2 separate regions of the Zea mays genome follow, and region 1 is linked to region 2. The links are chromatin contacts, called in public Hi-C maps. All regions are on one chromosome and are shown on one strand. Each heading gives the region's core, a stretch centred on a gene start, on an enhancer-like site or on the middle of the called end of the contact. The rest is flanking DNA. Distances are from core to core; before and after follow the strand shown.

Region 1 (2,700 bases), core at 129-2,628, 170 kb before region 2:
GCAGTGTTAAAAAAACATCCATTATTTTAGCTCTTTATTCGAAGTTCCAAACTAACAATGTATCCATTATTCAACTGCCCCATCACTCCCAACTAAAATGTGCAAGTTTAGCCCTTTGACAGTACTTGAGCAATTATTGCAGCGTTTACCTCGAAGATTGGATTTATAGCCACATGTCGTCAACTGATTGGCAAGCTTCTCACCCAGCTGCTCCTTCCAATCCTGAACAACACTATCCTCGGGCACTGCCCAGACGACTGCCATCTCAGTGGCAAGGTTAACAGTTGCTGACCGTACCTGGGGCTGAAAAATCCAAGCACATACAGAGTTACAAACACTACTAGAAACAGTAGAGAGCTAACAAGCACTTTGGCCAAAAGCTCTACATCTAAGGCATGCTGATCTAACTTAGCTTACCTCACTCTCCAGAATACGTTTCACGCTTGCTGCGCATCCACCACACGACATTCCCTGCAACGAAGCTAATCAAGTGGCTAATACAGCTACAGATTACAAGGTGGTCAGAAACTGTAGCATGTAAGGACAAACATGCATGCAAATGATAACTTATAGGGTTTTTTTTCCCAGAACAAACACTAGTTGGTTGGAGGTTCTAGTGATTGTCCCAGAAACGATGCTGTTTAGATGGGTTGTTGACACAAGAGATAATCCAGCAGGTTCTACCACCAGTAGCATTAGTGGTTTGTTTGCTGATTCATGATTGTATGAGAATGTTTGTTATGTTATGGCAATCCGAATTCTAAATATGAAAAAACTGTTACAAGTGGGTAAAGTAACAATCCGTGTAGCCAAGTATTCAAAAAGTTGTAAAAAGATCCTTCTATGCCACACATGATATGGTATTTTGTTTAAGAGCGGAAGGTGGTCAGTGTCTACTCGTCGTACTACAGCTACAGGAATAGCCATACCCCAACGTCAAGGACGATGACATCGGCTCCCTGCGCTGCCGCTTCCTCCACCACACCCGCTCCCTGGGAAGCGCGCGGGCGCTTCCAGCCGTCGCCACCACCACCGCCGTCACCATCACCGTTCCCCCGACCGCCTCCGCCGCGGGGCGGACCACCCGAGGCGAGAGGCGAGGCAGAAGAGACACTCGCGAACCACCGCCGAGGCGCCGCGGGGGGTCCGGGGCCGCGGAGCGCGAGCCGCGCGAGCGAGATGAGGAGGTCGCCCGGCACGGAGGACGAGGAGGGGGCAGACGCGCGGGCGGCGAAGAGGGAGCGGCGGCGGTGCGGGGCGAGGAGGAGGAAGGGCTTGGTGCGGGAGGAGGCGAAGGCCTTGGAGAGCGCAAGGACGGGCGTGGTCGGGTCCATCGTCGTGGAGGGGAAGGGAGGAGGCGGCTGGGCCTAGCTAGCGGTGGCGGCGGCTGTAGCGTGTAGCGGTCGGAGCATTGGCGTTGCTCGCGGCGGGGATGAGTTGCGTCCTAAGTCCTGACTGTTGCCGAGGTAGGCGGCGACGGCAGAGTGGTCTGGTGACTGACTGGTGTAGTGGTGCCGCCGTGGGCCGAGGGGGGGTGGATTGGGTTGGTGCGTGCACTGCAGTTCTGCTGCCCAACGGGAACGTCAGCTGTCGTAGCCAGTGCTGGGAACATGGGAAAGACTTTTCGATCTAGCACGAGCATGACTCGAAAATAAGAGCCTAAAATATGACCCGATATGAAATAATATGGTTTGAACTAGCATGATCCGAAGCCGGGTCTGAGCCAGACCTCAAATTTCAGCCCGTCGAGACCCCGGCACGACCCGCATAGATGGGTCGAGCTTAGTCTGACACGGCCCAATTAAGCCTAATATGTTTAATTTTTTTAATTTAGTAAGGTATCGACTTTATATTATTGTTATATTTGGAGTTTGTGTGGTTAAATGATGCTAGAATTGTTTAATATCTTTAATTTAGTAAGTTATAACTTTACATGGCTGTAATATTCTGATTTTATGTGGTCAAATATACGGGTCGGGCTTGGGTCGGCACCGGCACGATGAAGGCACGACGTGGTTTAGGACGGGCTGGACCACTTTTTTTACACTTCGGGCTGGCACGACACGACCCAAAAGTTTTTTGGACTTTTCTGGCCCAAACCCGTTTGGCACGAAGCACGATGGGCTTGGACCGGACTAGCCCAGCCCAATTCCCAGCCCTAGTCGTAGCGCTAAGTGCCACTGAACGTGTCTTATTTCAAACCATTTATTTAAAATTTCGATTTAAATAATAAAATGTACTGCTACCACCACCAAAAAATTGTATCGATAATGCTTACACGCACGCGGGCATCCGATCTCAACATGTTGATTTGAAAAAGAATTTGTGGTTAGAATAAGCAATATCGATATGTTCGCCAAACTGGTGTGAAAGAATGGCATGCGCAAGTCAAAGGAGCCTGGTATTAAGGTTACAAGACAGAGGAAGAATGCCCTGTTCACTGCAAGTACATCAAGTTTATTGCACAACCAAGGATATCATTATCATTGTTCAGATCATCGTTATTATCTTAATTTTATTGCACAAGCTTTGTGTAATTCTTTGCTATAATATTGAGCCCATGAGAGTATGAGACTAGCTGTGGTATGAGTCAGGAGCGGAAGCGGAAACAGTTGAGAGCCCGTTCGGTTATACTGGAATAAGCCAGGATTCATTCCAGCTCATCAAAATTTATATAAATTAGAGAAGTAATCTGACTAG
Region 2 (2,700 bases), core at 1-2,500:
GACTCTTTGGATCACTGCATATGCCCTCACGGAGCAGTTCATGGTCGTGATCCGAGTTGATTCTCGTTTGAGTTCGCTTTGAGAAAACCCCATCAAAACCCTATCCTTCACAGGATTTCTGATCTGCGACTTGATCTCTTACTTGTTCGGGTTCATACTTCACCAGAGAACTTTTTACACCCCACGCAAATTGTGTTAGATTTGAGATCATTCTGGGCATTTTTGCTTACCCAGCACTACCGCCCGTGTGCATGGCACTACCAGATCTAAACGACCGACAATGTCGGACCTATGGCCAGCACTACCGCTCAGATTTCCTGGTGATTCCGACTCTGATAATTTCTAGGAAGTTAGGCCTGCAGTTTCTTGGATTTTTGGTGCATACAAACAGCACTGGTTTGTGTTGCGCTCTAATCTGCTGCTCTGAGTCCCTAGAGGGTCTTTTGGGTTGATCTTTGTGATTAAAGTCACGTAATCGCAGGACGAGAATTTTTAGTGACCCCTATTCACCCCGTCTGATCGTCTCACCGATCCTATAGTTATAACAGAGTAGTTTTAAGTTGATGCTTTGCTTGGGTTGGGTTGTTAGACGACACTAAAGCACTGTTCCAAACTTATAAAACTAATAGTTAGCGGCTAAATTTAGCTTAAAGGCTTATAACGAATCTACTAATGAACTAGATAATTTTTAGGTATACCCTTAAATATCTATTAGTTATTAGAGCATCTCCAAGAGCTCCCCAGAAAATAACTTCTGAAAATCAGTTTTAAGGGATATCTAAAAATTAGTGGGGCTAGATTTTAATCCTTTCTTCAACAGATCCCTTAAAACGTTAGATTGTTTCTGGGGAGCCTAAAAAACCTCATTTATAGCTGCAAATGAGGAAATTTTAAGGTTATGAAAAAGTTGGTAGCACTTTAGTTTAGGGGAGCTGTTGGAAACATTTTTTTTTGTGTTTTTTTCTAAAAAAACTTGATTTAGAGGAGACTTCTATAGACCTTTTGAAGATGCTTTTAGCTGGCTCAAACCATCTAAAAGCAGCTACATAGGTGGTGGATGATCAAATTGGTGGGGGCCGTTTCTATCTATTATCTTGTCGGGAAAAAGGTGATATAAGTAGTAAAGATATTTAGATTATCAACAACTTCTCCCTCGTTCGTCGTTGCCTCCCCCTCCGTTTATTTATTTTATATAAATAAAACAAAAAACAAAACCGCAGCAGCTCCTCCACTGGCACACTCCCCCTCTGGCCTCTACCCTGCCTGCCGTTTCCATCTCCATCCAGTTCTCCGCACCCACCCACGACCACGACCCACCCACCCACTCCTTTCCCCAACCCATGGCCGCCGCCGCCGCCGCCGCCGGCACCCGGGAGGAGATGGTCTACATGGCCAAGCTAGCGGAGCAGGCGGAGCGGTACGAGGAGATGGTCGAGTTCATGGAGAAGGTCGCGGCCGCCGCAGAGCTCACCGTCGAGGAGCGCAACCTGCTCTCCGTCGCCTACAAGAACGTCATCGGCGCGCGCCGCGCCTCCTGGCGCATCGTCTCCTCCATCGAGCACAAGGAGGAGACGCGGGGCGCGGCGGGGCACGCCGCCGCCGCCAGGGGGTACCGCGCGCGCGTCGAGGCCGAGCTCTCCGGGATCTGCGCGGGGATCCTGCGCCTCCTCGACGAGCGCCTCGTGCCGGCGGCGGCGGCCGTGGACGCCAGGGTCTTCTACCTCAAGATGAAGGGGGACTACCACCGCTACCTCGCCGAGTTCAAGACCGGCGCCGAGCGCAAGGACGCCGCGGACTCCACGCTCGCCGCCTACCAGGCCGCGCAGGTAGCAGTTCGGCAGGCAGTCATGGATTGCCTCTCCTCTCCTAAACGAGACCTGTCTTATCTTAATTAATACGTACGTATAAAGGACATCGCCGTCAAGGAGCTGCCGCCCACGCATCCCATCAGGCTCGGCCTCGCCCTCAACTTCTCCGTCTTCTACTACGAGATCCTCAGCTCGCCGGACCGCGCCTGCTCGCTGGCCAAGCAGGTTCCCCTTCTCCCCATTCTCCTGGTGATTTGAGGGATGACATGCTGTTTTATGATTTGAGGGCTTTGGTCCCAGGCCTTCGACGAAGCTATTTCAGAGCTGGATAGTCTTGGGGAAGAGTCGTACAAGGATAGCACACTCATCATGCAGCTTCTTCGTGACAACCTCACCTTGTGGACTTCTGACATGCAGGTAAACACTTGGAATTCTGCTGTCATGTCAGTACGTAAGTGATGCTAATCATGCTGTGTATCAGGAGGATGGTGGCGATGAAATGCGGGATGCAAACAAGCCTGACGAGGAGCAGTAGTAGCCAAACATCTCCATCGATCATGCCATGCCATGCCATGCTTGTACAAGGACCATTTTCGTGTGTCCTTTCCTTCAATCGTCGACCTTTCGTTTTGTTGTTATACTGCTATTGTGGAACCCTGTTACTGTTACTGTTAGTGTATCCTATTGGCAATAATCAAATGTGGTATGGTTGACTACTATACTAATGGGTGATCATTATTCATCATTTGATTAAGTTAGATAATTGAATGCTTGTGTGCTATCACTACCATGTGATGGAATAGAATTCACCAGGCAAATATATTTTATAGGACATTTTAATTCAGCCGGCTAAGGTTGAGTAAACAAGTGTTTGACCGGGTTTAGGACATTT

What was found. Hi-C and Micro-C count contacts between places; a contact is called where the count stands out from the background.
Region 1: a Hi-C map of ear shows a contact between it and region 2, with 2.2 times the contacts expected there. The contact joins the promoter of LOC100381708 here to the promoter of LOC100283215 in region 2. A contact is called at or near these places in 2 of 25 Hi-C or Micro-C datasets (ear and tassel).

What each region holds. Positions count from the first base shown.
Region 1 is chr4:203,222,069-203,224,768 of Zm-B73-REFERENCE-NAM-5.0, reverse strand. LOC100381708 reads right to left here and starts at 1,378. Exons shown (of 17, transcript NM_001361524.1): 1 at 930-1,378; 2 at 418-471; 3 at 150-303. The coding sequence starts at 1,334.
Region 2 is chr4:203,050,966-203,053,665 of Zm-B73-REFERENCE-NAM-5.0, reverse strand. It overlaps LOC100283215 (14-3-3-like protein A), which reads left to right and starts at 1,250. Exons shown (of 4, transcript NM_001369526.1): 1 at 1,250-1,826; 2 at 1,911-2,033; 3 at 2,109-2,225; 4 at 2,290-2,527. The coding sequence starts at 1,341. The coding sequence ends at 2,343. It overlaps LOC109946085 (a long non-coding RNA gene), which reads right to left. Exons shown (of 3, transcript XR_002269282.2): 3 at 2,411-2,700.